Linked DNA regions of Callithrix jacchus: region 1 is linked to region 2. The links are chromatin contacts, called in public Hi-C maps. All regions are on one chromosome and are shown on one strand. Each heading gives the region's core, a stretch centred on a gene start, on an enhancer-like site or on the middle of the called end of the contact. The rest is flanking DNA. Distances are from core to core; before and after follow the strand shown. Region 1 holds the start of HINT3 (histidine triad nucleotide binding protein 3). Region 2 holds the start of NCOA7 (nuclear receptor coactivator 7).

Region 1 (7,054 bases), core at 1,450-3,949, 180 kb after region 2:
GTCTGGTCCAGCCGCAGCCTTATATGGAGTCAGCACCTGTGCAGGTGCCTGGAGCTGCCTGCCCCACTGCAGCAGCCAGCATGCCTGGCTGTGTGCAGTGGTCGAACCCTGCACTTGCTCACACACCGCTTGTGGCTTCGCACCTGGCTTGCCTTTGGCAGACATGGGATTTGGGCCAGTTGTGTGAGCTGAGCACAGCCTGCTAGTCTGAGTGGGTGGAACAAGCCCAGTGGGCATGACCAAAACTCAAGCAGAGGGGCTGCTGGCCACAGAGGTTTCCAGATGGCAAAGTGCTACCTGAAAGATCCTGTGATAATTTTACTTGCAACACCATCATGCATTAGGCATCATTATTATCCCCATTTTATAGATGAATTAACAGAAAACCTCAGCACAGAAAGACAATTTGTCTCAGCACAGAAAGAAAAATAACATAGCCCAAGTTTTCACAGATGGTAAGTTGTAGAGTAGTCTGACTCCAGAGCCTGCTCTGAAGCAGGGCTCCTGCTACTCCTTTTGGTACTCCTGTGAAATTAGCAAACAGCACTTGATTTCACAAGCAGATTTAAGTTAGTATATTGTTATGGAACTGGAATGGCTGTCCCCTAGGAGGGTTATCCAGAATACCCATTGGCAATAGTCCCGCCTGCTTCCAAAAAGAACACATTGTCTACACAATTTTCAAGTACTTCATGTTCCTCCCCTCACTTCCAAGGTGGGCAACGATATCAAGTTCAAAGTTGAGGAAGAGAAGCAAGCCTTGGAAAGCGCCAGGTAAGTGAGAAAAGCAATCCCAGGTGTCACTAGGAGTGCAGCCAGAAGATGCAACTTATGCAGGTGTGTGTCCTACTATGTAGGTGAATGGTCTCCTAAGTGTGTGTGGCCATATGTACACAATGGGGGTTTATATACACATCACTTCTCCACTGCTCCAGAACTTAGCCTGGAATCTTCAGTTCTGTCTGTGCTTTTCTGCAAGTTAATATATGTGTATGAAATGAATCAGCACACTCTTATCTGTGGTATCCTTGCACATTGTGAAACCTGAACACTCTCATGCAGTGACCTTGCTACTAACCATTCTTCAGTAGAAAATGGTTAAATGTCTATCTACATGCACAACCCTGTACTAGGCATTATGGAAGATGCACACACCCATTCTTGTTGTCAAGAAACATAATTTCTAGCAGGATAAATATGTACACAAATAGCTATAAGACACAAAGAGACAAATTCTACAAAAGAACATACAAATTCTATAAGAGAAGATCCAAAGAGACAAATTCTACAACAGAACCTGTTATATGAATTCTTCAGAGGATGTGGTTATTTCAGTTTGGCTAACTAAAGAAAATTTCATGAAGGAGGTAGCATTGGAGGGGTGTCTGGGAAGGTAAAATTTGAAGTGAAGAGATGGAAACAAGACTATTTTGGAGGGAACTGTGTGAATAAAAGCAGAGTGGTGTAATGGTGGAGTAAAGGCATGGAAATTGTGAATACTAAAATTTGGCAAAGGTCTAATGTATTGATTCTGAACTCTGCCTTGGGCAGCTGAGGGGCAGTGAAGCTACTGTAGTGGTTCCACAAACTAGTGGCCAATTACAAAAAGGAATTAAAAATATCTTGAATGAATAGGTACAACAATTCAAAAACATATAAACCACTTTCTATTACTATATAAATTCATTAAAAATCATCACTGAATTCCCAATTGGTTTGTTATGTATTTTCCATATCTGCAAATACCAAGTGTAAAATTACTATGGAGAGCTAGTCCAAGAAATTTTTTGGTGTTAAAAAAGGAGTCCTGTGTGTCAAAAGGTTGATGGGTTTTGGAGTTAGACAAATCTTGATCTTAAACTCTGTCACTACTAATTAGTTGTGTGGGACTGGGCAAGTCTGAATTTGTTTCTTCATCTCTAAAATGGGGGTTAGAGAGCCAACCTTGCTTGTTTTGACAATTAAAGAAGTATATGGCATGCTTTAGATGCTCAGCAAGTGTGATTGAAGAATCACAAAATGAAAAGCTGAGGTCAGAGTCCACCTGGAACACCAAGCTAAGGAACTGGTACTTTTTCTTTGAGCACATAGTTACTGAAGGTTTTTTTCTGAGTGACAGGAAAATCAAGAAATAGTGAGAAGGTGATTGCGTTGGTCTAGGTGAGGCATTATGAGGCACTGGCATTGAATTTCAGGGATATTTCAGACTATTAACTATAGGACTCCACATTTACTTGTATATGGTGAATGTGAGATTTTTAAGAAGGTCACTATTTTGATCTAGCTGTGCTGTTAAATACAATAAAAAATCCAGAGATGTAAAGGTCAGTTTTAGACATTTGGAGCGAAAACGACTACAATTACCATGGTTGAAAATGCAGCAAACATGATGTCTGTTGAAAACAAGGCTCTAGGAATTTTGTTCATTCTTTAAAAACTTACGAATTTAAAAAATCAAACTTTTAAAAACTTTTTTTTTTTTAACGGCCGCTTAATATAATATTTGGATACGCTGCACCATGGGCTTTGAAGAAAGCCTGTCCGGAAAACCCAACATCCTCCATTGGGCCGGACGCTCCCGCGCCCCCGTAATGTCATTACCACGCGCGGCGCGCTCTGCGTCTCGGCGGACGTTGTGCGTCATTACCAACGAGGCGCAGGGGCGGGACGACTCTCGGCAGCGCCATCGCGCGCCTTCTAGTGGCAACCGGTTTCGAGGCCGGCCTCGGGCTTTTTAGCTTTGCACCGCGTCTCCTTCCCTCTCCCCTCAGCCTGGCTCACCGCACAGCGCCAGGCGAGAGGCGACGCCTCGAGGTAAAAGGGAGGAGGTGCAGGACGCGGAGCCTGCGAGGAGAGGCGGAGGCTCTAGGCTGCGAGGGCGGGTGCGATGGCGGATGAACAGGTGAACCGCAGCGCAGGCCTGGCCCCTGACTTTAAGGCCCCGGAGACTACAGAATGTACGGCTTCCTCTGTGGGGACCTGCGAAGCCGCCGCCAAGTCACCGGAGCCCAAGGACAACGACAGCACCTGCGTGTTCTGCCGGATCGCAGGGCGGCAGGACCCGGGCACCGAACTCCTGCACTGCGAGGTGAGCGGCGACGCGCGGCCGGCGGTGGGTGAGGACCTGGCGGTCCCTCGGAGGTCGGGCGGAGAGGCCTCGCCGGGCTGGACCCGGTGCGGAGGATCCCGATCGCTACTCCGCTGGCCGAGGCAGGGCCGCTCTGTGTGGATGGAGTTCGGTGAAGCTAGGGATACGCCCACCCCAGGCCTTTCTGCGGGGACCGGGTGTTGAGCACAGACGCTCTGCCAGGGGTCTGACGGGCCTTTGCTCCAGCGGTATTTTTGCTGTCCCAGGGTCACAGAGCGAATGACAGGGCCGAATACTTTGGCCTGTATTTGCAGGTACCCAGGTACTTGGTATAAATAGCATCTTGTGGCCTCTGCTTTTATTACAAAGATTCTCGCCCACCTTCAAGATACTGATTTGAAATTCTGCACACTATAATACCGTTACTGATGAGAGAACTAGTAGAAAATAGGTAATGATAATTGTGAAAAGCTGTTTGTTAGATTGGCGGAAAATAGTCTGGAGGGAGTGGGTCTGAGGTCAAACTATTACTGAATTACCTCTGAATTTCACTGTCAGGTGGGATGCGTGCACATTTTCAGAGCATGTAGACTTTGCCCAGATATTTTTAAACGGATAACTGGTACACACTTTATTCTGCTGGTTCTACTTGTCCATGTACAAACAACTTTTTGAGAGAATTAGCTCCAAAGATTGTGTCTTTTGTAGTAATCATTCCTTTATTTGTTAAAAATTAATAGAATTCCTTCTAAGCACCTTGTTTGGGAGGTTGGTGAGCAAGATAAGGGACAGACTGTGTCCAGATTTTACAGTCCAAAGGGCGGAATGTATACAGAGGAGGTAGCCAATTACAATGCCTCCTACTGTGGTCAGGGCAAGCTGGTGGGAGAGGCATCTAATCCAGATCTGAGGCGTTAGGGAAGGCTTCCCAGAGGAAATGAGACATGAAGAAATAAGTAGCAGTTGATCAGATGAGGAGTTGGAGAGAATAGTGTCCCAGGTAGAGAGACACCCCCACCCTGCCCAGAGGTTCAGTTTGTGCAATACAAAACTAACAGAAATTGTCTAACTGGTGCATAGAGTTTGAGAGGATGAGTAGTGAAAGACGAGGCTGGAGAGGTAAACAAGGGGCCAGATTATTAAATGTGATGGAATTCACATGAAGAAATTTTGTCTTTATCTGAAGAGCAAGGTGAAGATTCACTATGTTTAATGGTGGGTTGGAAGGACGAGGTTGTGGAGTTAAAGGAAGGGGTTTGATCTTTGAAAGGTCATTCTGGCACCGTTGTGGAGAATGATTTGGAAGAGACCAGTCTGGAGTTCGGAGAACTGTTACGAGGCTAATGGCATAATCTACCCTGATGGTGGCCTGAAATGAGAATGTGGTAGAGGAGATTATGAAAAGCATATCAATTTAAGAGATACAGTATTCAGGAGGTAAAACAGGCAGGACTTGTTAGTGGATATAGGTCAGTGATTCTCAACTGGGGGCAATTTTGCCTTCCCAGGGTACATTTTACAATGTCTTGAGATACTTTTGATTGTAACAACTTTGTGTGGGATGTTGCTTCTGGCATCTTACTAATGAATAAAAGCCAGAGTTGCTATTAACATGGTATGGTGCACAGGACTGCCCCCACTGGGACACACACACACACACACACACACACACAGAGATTTATGCAGCCCCCAAAATATCAGAAGTGCCAAGGTTTAGAAACCCTAATTTAGATATAAGAGAATAAGGAAAAGAAAGAGGGGGAAGTCAAAGATGATTTCTAGGTTTCTGGCTAGGGTAAACTGGTAGAGGTGATATCATTTCATTAAGACTGGGAATGTGGGAGGAGAAAAGATGGCCAGGGGAGTAGCACAGTGATGAGCTCAGCTATGGAGTCATGGAGTTTGAGGTGAGTTTGAGGCATCTAAGCAGAGATGTCCTTTAAATGGTTGGATGGTCTAGCACTCTGTAGAGGGATCTGTATCTCTAACCCAGATTACAGGAACTATAAATTTATAGACGGAAACTGAAAAAGAAGGGAAGCATTGGGATCACCCAGGAGGTAAAAAATGAAGGGGAGGTCTATACAGAACTCTAAAGAACACTAACATCATAAGGAACAGGCAGAGGAAGAGGACCTGAAAAGGGAACAGAGAAGGAACAGAAATTGAAAGATGGGGAAGCTAAGAGAAGGGGGTATGTCAAGAAGAAAGGAATTGTCAGCAGCAATATCAGCCTGCCTTCATCCTCAAATTTGGATTATGTGACCCTTGTATGTCCTTGCAGAGAGGCCAAGTCAGATCAGGACTGGTTGTGTCCCCACAGTGATGTTCACTGACCTTGAGTACAGCAATTTCATGAAGCTATGAAGCAGAAGGCAGATAGCAGTTGATTGAGAAGATGTTGGGGAAGGAAGGAGAGAAGACAGCAAATACAGACAACTCTTACAGGAATTTGGCAGTCTAGGGGAGAAGGGAAAGGGAATGGTGGCTACAGGAAAAGTTAGGGATTAAGACAAAGCTTTTTAAAACAGTGAAGACTTTCATGTGTTCAAATCCCAATGGGAAGATGTCTATAGTGAGAGGTTTAAAATGGCTCAGCAGGTAGAACGTTGCTCCTGGGAAAAAGGAAACTCATTCCTCACTGGATGTTTGAATGAGTCTGTGTGCCAGGCACTGTTGGAGGCCTGGGGATACAGCAGTAAATAAAACATGCAAAACTCTTTGCCCTTTTGGAGCTTATATTGTAGTTGCAGAAAAGGATAATAAGGAAAATGAGTAAAATTTATAGTTTATTAGATGGCAGAAAATAAAGGGGAAAGGGATGTAGTTTTAAATTTTTAGTCAGGAAAATCTGCACGAAGCAGGTGACATTTGGGTTAAGCCTTGAAGGAGGAGAAGGAGCAGTCATGTGGCTATTTACAAGTAAAAAATTTGAAGTAGCTCCTCTGAAGTCTGATAGAGAGAATTACGGAAACAAGGATTATTGTACAGTGGGTCAGGTGAGGTTGAGGACATTCAATTTAAGGTCATAGCGGTCTGCTCAGTTGTGTGATTTTTCTATCCCCTTTCCAGCAGCAGCCTAAAGCTGAGAGGTAAGGTAGGCAGTTGGACCCAGGGTTGGGGTCTTGCCATGTGGGTGTTATAGAAGTGTAGTGGGACACAGTTAAGACGTTATGGCAAGCAAGTGGCTGAAGTGATAGACTATGGAATATATGCTGAAGAGGAGAAGGCAGTAAAGATAGTTAGTACCCGATAGGGAGAAAGAATACGCACATCAGTTGTCTGTTTGCGGACCTCTGTTGGACTGACCCGCAGAGTCAGAAGGGACCTAGTTCTGCCTCTTCAGTCTCGTTTTATTATACTAAGTATAAAAGTAGGCCAAAGAGAGGTAAAGTTCATTTTTAAACTCAGAGTTCAATATCTGGTAGATCCTTAGAAACTGCTTTTAAATTTCACATTCTGCAATTCCAATAATGAAACTAATAGAAAGTAGATACTAGTAGCTGTAGAAAGTTTTGTCTAAAAATAGTCATCAAAAGGGGTGAGGTCCAGATTTCTATCACATCCAAGATGAGAGTTTTTCTTGGTTAAGAACAAAGCAAACAATATGAAGAGCCTGTGGATATTTTTATGGCGGAAATAAGACATGATTAGTACTTTTGACTAATTAACATCTAAATTAGGGAAACAGGATGAATATATACAATAGCCCATTGTCAGTGGAAAAACACAAACTGTGCTTTTTTTTGTTTTCTCATTCAACAACAGCAATCAACACAGAAGACTTCTGTGACCAAATGTATGGAGGTTTTCCCACACACACCAAGCAAACAATCAGTTTTGCAGGGACACCAGCTGCGTGTCCTCCATTTCAATTCTTTCACTATCTACCTGGAGATAGCATCAGATCCCACAGGTTGAAGACTCAGTCCCCAAGACTGGCCTGCCCTTCCCACCAGTTGCAAG
Region 2 (6,856 bases), core at 1,632-4,131:
ACATTAGCCAGGTGTGGTGGTGCATGCCTGTACTCCCAGCTACCTGGGAGGCTGAGGTAGGAAGATGACCAGAGCCCGGGAGTTGGATGTTGCAGTGAGCCAAGATGCACTCTAGCCTGGGTGACAGAATGAGACCCTGCCAAAACAAAAACAAAAAACAGTAAAGAAAATACAGTGGGGCTCTAGATCAACCAGAGACGCAGGAGCCTTTCATATGGGCAATATTAGAGCAGTATTTGCCAATATTTTTGGAATTCTAGTTTCATGAGAAGTTACCAGTGTTGTGTTCAAAAACAGAAATACTAATCATGTTTCTTCATTACAAGAGCTATCTTTAGATAGATAGGTAAGAAAAATAGCAAACACATTTGCAGGATTGCCACCGTTTGGCAGTGTTTCTCTAAGCCCACCTACCTTAGCCCTCTAGAAAGTCACTTAGGACAAATTCTGTTGCCTGAACCCAGAAATCCAGCTGCCTCCAACAGGTTCAGTGGAGCAAACAAATGGCAGAGGGAGTGAAGTGGTCCCTCTCTTCTTCCTTTAAGAAAGGAAGGGATCTCTGCTTCTCTTATCTACCCCAAAGTCTCATCTTATAAAAGTTGTTTATATTCCAGAAAAAGTTAAATGACAAATCCAAGCTATCCCACAATGGCCTCTACCCTTCAACAGAGAAAGGCCAGTTTTCATATTTAATAGCGGCCCTCACAGCCATAAAATCAGTGTAGTATTACATTTTTTCATTAACTCTGCATTTACCAACTAACTTCGGCTAGCCAAGAACAGTGAAGTGTTAGGGATATCATTTTTAAAAAGAAAATCTTTATTATAATAAAGTATATTATTCTAGTAATACCTTTGATTGATGGCCACATTCTAGACTTTAAGAACCACTTGGGATTATCTCCTTTAATTACTGTCTCTGCTCTATAAAGTTGGTACTGTTACCACTCTTTATGGATAAAGCATATCCTTTACGGATAAAGCAACTGAGGTTAAGCAGTTTACCCAAGGTCAGCACTTGGTGGAGCTGTAGTCTGAACCCAGAGCCTGAATTCTTAAAGATAACCACGTTCTTAAGAAGTACACTTTCTATTGAGGTTCCCATATTATTTCATGTATTATATCTTATCTCCCAATTAAAATTTGACCTTCTATGTAGGGCAGCACTGTTCAAAAGAAATTTCTGCAATAATGAAAATATTCTAGTCTGTACTGTCCAAAAGCACAGTCTAGCCATAATTTAAAATTTAAATGGCTACATGTAGCTAAAGCATACAGTACTAGTAGGCAACACATGTAAGGATTTCATTTCTTCTGATTTCTCTATAAAGACAAGACTTAAACAAATCAGTAATGCTCAGTTAATGAAAAGGAATGAGTGAAGAATCTCTAGGAAGAGTTTATACTCCCTTAGCTCGGGAGCAGAAATCTTTATTATATCAGGACTTTCAGTGTAATAAAATGTTGTAAGAAGCATATGATACAGCATGCAGTCCTAGAGGAGTTCATGAAGATAGTAAGGGGGATTCTTGAATTCCTTGAAATATCTTTGGAAGACTGACATTTTTTAATCGATGGTCACGACTTTTAAAATACATAGTTATAGCTCTTTGTCTAATAAAAAAAATCACTGCTTAATTTATTGACAAAGCATAAAGTCCATAGAGAGAAAAACAAAAGGGGCCTCTTGGTAGTAAAGGGTGGGAAACCTGTAAGTCAATGGACATTTCCTTCAGAAACTACATTCAAAATTTAATTTTGCTAAAGAGTAAGGAACTGCCAAGTTATCCTCCTAAGTGACTTTATCCCTACTTATACAACAAATATGTACATATACATTCCTCTAATCAAGTAATTCTTAATTTTGGGAAAGCATAATTAATAATAATCTTTTGAAGATAAACCAGAGCTGTCAGGAAGCAGCCAAGTCACGTGCCTCTGTATGCTTCCTGGACAAGCACAGTGCAGCTCCCACAGGACCTCACACCCAATCTTCAATTTGCTTAAAAGAACTATCTCGAAAAATCTTAGCTATTTAGTCACAATTTGTCCTTGCCATGGAACGTTTTTCTTTTACCTTTTTAATAACCTTAGATTTCAAAATCATAAAAGCACACATCAAAGAATTGTGAGAGCAGCTCAGCTTCTCTAGAGATGGCAAATCATGTCCTTTTGATACAATACAAACAGCTCTTTATATTTTAGGCACCTAATCTTCCCTTACTAAATAATTTACAAATAACACAATAGCTACAGAAAACAACAACAAACAAAAATAAACAGAAAAATTCCAATATCTTCACATTCAAATCCCAAAGATATAATCCTGACATCTAAATTAATACATGCTTGGTGCATTGGGCAATTATTCCACATTTGCAAGATAGTATAACATGACCATCTGCTACTGAAATGCCAAAATCACCACTGTTAACGCTTTGCTCCACCTTTTAGAGAGGTTATTAAAGTTTAAGCAGCGTCAACAACCCAGAGGAGGCCGCTATCGTCTCTGTGTGGAAGGCCTGTGACATACTGTTATCAGATTAGCTGCAGGCTCTTCCTTGAGATGTTTTTCTGAGTACAAGAGTGAATGAACTCCTTGGCCAGATCCTCCTAGTCATCTTGCAGTGCTGATCATGGGACCGCAGAGGGAAAAGCACCCAATTGGGGATGGGCAGCTCACAGGCACAGGCCCTGCAGCTGATGCAAACCTTCCCCTCCAAGGTTCTCTCGAGTCTCTGCCAAGAATCGGCTGGAGGGCCCAACTGCTATGCTCTTATTGCTGTAATGACTGCAATTTGGCAGCATCCAGGATGCTGTACGGGAAAGGGAGGGGGAGGAGATGGTGGGCCCCTCTGCTAAAGGCAACGCCGGAAGGGACAGAGGGATGAATTTATTGTGGCCAGCGGTTCGGAGCTGGAAGGAAAGTCAAAGGACTTTAAAGCTCGGGGTGACTCTCCAACTCCTTCTCTGCTCTCAAAGCCTTACTTCCCACGAAGAGTAGGGGCCAAGGCGGGCCAGCTGTAGGGGGGATGCGGTCAGGGGTGAGGTAAGAGGACCCTCCTAGGTGCCGCTGGCAGGCGGCGGTTCGCCGGGGCAGCAAAGCGCTGGAGCTCGGGAGGCGCCACAAAAGGCCGAGGCCTGCGGAGGCCGCGCGCGCAGCTCTCCATGGCTGAGCCGCAGGGTTCACGGCAGCCGAGGCTGCAGTAGCCGCCGGTAGACGGGGTGCCCAGCCTCCCAGCTTGGAGGTCGCGGGGGGGCGAGGAGGATGCCGGAACTGCAGCCCGAACCTCGGAGCCCGGACGCCAAGCTCCCTGGCCCCTGCAACCCCGGAGGGGCGCCGCGCGCGCCGCGGGCCGGGCGGAGCTAGAGGCGGGCGTCTGCACGGCGTCGCGCCACTCGCCGCTCCCCGCCTTCGGCCGGGCCCAGGACCCCTCGGCGGCCGATGCCCTGACGGTGGGCGCAGTTGCAGGGGTGGCGAGGCGTCGCGCATCGGGAGAGGCCTACTAAGACATCCGACGACGGCGGCTGCGCCCACCCGATTGGGACGCCGGGCCCCGCGAACGCGCGCCTCGGCGCTCCCGCCTCCTCCCCTGGCTCCTCCTCGGCGTACGGTCCTCCCCCGACCCCTCCTTCCACCCGCCGAGACGATGCGCTCCCCGGCGCCCAGCAGCGGAGGCCACCGCTCCCAGAAATGCACGCGCCCGAGCCCCATTTCCCGGACCCCAGGAGCCGGCGCCCCCGCCCTGTAGGTAGGTGGTGAGGCGGGGCCCAGCCCTGGCCGCCGCCCGCTGCTGATGCTGCTGCCCGGGAGAGGCCGCGGGCAGGGGCCAGGACTGGCCAAACTTGCCTCCCGCCGGGGCTTGGTGGAGCGCTCAGAGGTGTGCTAATGGCGCTGGGCGCAGCCCCCTGTGAACCTGAAAACCTCTGCGTGAGCTTGGGAGGCCGAGCGGGGGCGAAGGAGAGCTTGACCCTTCCCCGCCCACCCCCTGGGGGCTTGCGGGGGTGCGCGCCGGCGCGGGGGTGGGGAGGACAGGTTGGCATAGGGCTTATTTGGGGAGAAGACCGTTGGATTTTTAGCAGCTCAGGTGGAAATGTGTCACTGTGTTTTTCCGGCTGGATTAGCAGATGCGTTCTTCCCGTCTTTCTAGCCAAAACATGTAGAAAGGCAAAGGTTATATTAGCGGCATGTAGAAGTCGCTGTGGATTTTTGTGTGTATTTCAGAGCTAGCTGGTTGGTATATAAAATCGATGGTGTAAACCCTTACCGTCAACACGTTAGAGCCAGTTTAGAGAAGGTCCTTCTAGAAGTCAGATTATTCGGGAGATCGATGAAGCTGGGATATTGTTGTACTGCTTATTTAAGAGCCTCCTGCTTACGTGAAGGGATGTGTTTTAAGAGTGGCAACTTTGATACAGGTGTCGGGAGTTGAGATTCTGCGAGAAGGATGTACCGGGTCAGCCAGCAGAGGCAGCCTTGTGCTCAGCCTAACTTCCAACTCGATGATATGCTCTGTATTTCTTAGAAACTGGTTAGGTATGAATGCTTGCTTTTTTCCCCCCCTCGGTGTAAAGTTTATACATCAGAGCTTTTGGCAAGTTTCTCCCGTCCCAGGCTGTCATTTTTTGTTTTATATTCAGCAATAAGGTTTAAAGTTTTGAAAAATGCATCACTGTGAGCTCCAATTTTATAGTCACTCTAGATATAGAGATTTGGAGAAGTGACTCAGTATAATCTCGAAGAGGACAGAATCTTGCACCTTTTTTTTTTATCCTGTAATCTTCATCTTATGCATAATAAGTGCTCATTAGTTATTTGTTGAATGAATGAACTGTTTCAACCTTTCATCTAAAAACCACAATTTAGAATCACTATGTATTTGTTCTGTGGATGGTGACATTTAATTAGATTTCAAAAATTGTTTCTTTGTATAAATAGGCAAACTCAGTTATTTTAACATTTATATTTGAATTCTGACATTTTTAGGACCATATGCTGTCTTTCTGTAATATGTCATTAAGGTTATGAGGTAATTCTCCCGAACTCTTAAGTTCATTTCATGTCTAAGCTTGCAAAATTTCCAGGCTTATTGGTAATCATGCCTACTTCAGTTATGGTCTCAAACACAATGTAAAAAGTAGAAGTCGTGTTTTAAAGAAAATTCTAAGTTATCCCAGAGGAAAGAATGGTTTGGTTAATAAGTGATGTATTAACTCGTTTTAGAGTTGAGGTTTACTGGTTTGATCTAATTATAATGTCTTTTATTGCAAACAAAAGTAGAAATAAAACATTTAGAAGGGTCTGTGATTCTTACATGATTCAAAATATATGATATAGGTACAAAATTTAAACTGTTTCTTCCTCAGTATGTAAACATAGCAGTTTCCAAATTTGACAGCCAGGGGATTATGAAATGACGGTTTGGAAGATACAGTGTCTTTCTGCTTTAAAATGTTATATATTTTGAAAAAAAAAATCAAGGTTAACTGCATCACACTTTATTTACTTTATTTTTGCCTTATGATATTTTCTGTTTTGATTTTTTTCTCCGTCACATACATTTCAGGAGTCAATGTGAACTTCTTTTCGATCTCTGCTTAACAATATTATCTGGGAGAGCTCCCAGATTTTCTTTCTGTCATTTTAATGCATCTTTACCATCTTCACTTCATATTACCCAAATGACTTATTTTTACACAATATGGTAGGCCATACTTTATTACTATTGCTTCTCCAATTTACTTATGTTGATTGATAAGGAAATAACATTTTTCCTATAAAAGGTAATAAGACTGCAGGAACCAACAGTGGGAGGGAACTTATGAAAAAAATTAATTTGTTGTGATTTATTAAAACAAAGCCAAAATTCCCTCCTGCAATAAAGATAATTACATTTTACACTTCTTAAATTTGTAACCTAGGGTATTAAGCAATAAAATTTACCTGGTTCTTCCTTGAGCACTTTAAGCTTTTCAAAAAAGCCTTCCCTTTTGGTTACAGTAAGCTCTCTTTACCTTGTTACTTGTAAACACTTACTTGTTTATTTTACAAGTAGGAGTTGAGCCCTTAACTGCTCAATTTAACTGCTATTACTTTAGGCCTTGGAATCACAGTCAAATAAAAGCTCTAATCTCAGAATTGAAGAGGTACTTTTCTCTTGTGTGTGTCAGGCATCCAAATGCGTAGTGCCTTTGGGATTGGATGATTCACTTTTGGGTCCTACCTCCTGATCCCCCAGCACTCCGCCTCCACAAGCACCACCAGAATTCAATCCAAGACCTGGATTTCCTCTATCTTCCTAAAGGCTGTATTTTAGAATCCTCTATTCCTTTCTTGCTAAATGCCATTTACAATTGTTTTTTAAATCCCAGGCCATAATTTTTTGTTTGTTTCAATTCAACAGGATCTACTCAATTCACATGTGCTAGAATCAAAATTGTTGGTTGCAGGAAAAAATATATAGAAGTAAATTTGTATGACCTTGAATTTCAGACATAGGGAATACATGAAGAGTAATTGCTGTGTACTGGTCTCCCCTCAACAGTGATACAAAATGCATTTGTTTCTGCACATGCCAGAGAATACGAATTTTCTGTTGCTTAATTTGATCAGAAGCTTAATTGAGAAAAATGATGTTTATGGGGGTTTGGCTGAACAAAGGCCATGATGTCAACCTATTCCCTTCTAAAACTAGCTGTTAGACCAGGAGCCTAGCAGATCGTCAGAAGCTGTACTTTGGTACCTTATTTTGCATCCTTAACACCTCCCCCCACGTATGCTCACACTGAAAGATTTTATTAATATAGCCAGAGGAAACTAGCTGTTATGTTACCTTCAGAATGTGGTTATGATCAT

The links. A called contact is a pair of places that touch in the nucleus more often than the background predicts.
Region 1: a contact with region 2 is called in a Hi-C map of skeletal muscle, with 7 times the contacts expected there. The contact joins the promoter of HINT3 here to the promoter of NCOA7 in region 2. A contact is called at or near these places in 3 of 3 Hi-C or Micro-C datasets (induced pluripotent stem cells and skeletal muscle).

Annotation. Positions count from the first base shown.
Region 1 is chr4:132,547,045-132,554,098 of calJac240_pri, forward strand. HINT3 (histidine triad nucleotide binding protein 3) reads left to right here and starts at 2,700. Exons shown (of 5, transcript XM_078370065.1): 1 at 2,700-3,088. The coding sequence starts at 2,888.
Region 2 is chr4:132,365,900-132,372,755 of calJac240_pri, forward strand. It overlaps NCOA7 (nuclear receptor coactivator 7), which reads left to right and starts at 2,882. Exons shown (of 16, transcript XM_054254414.2): 1 at 2,882-3,049.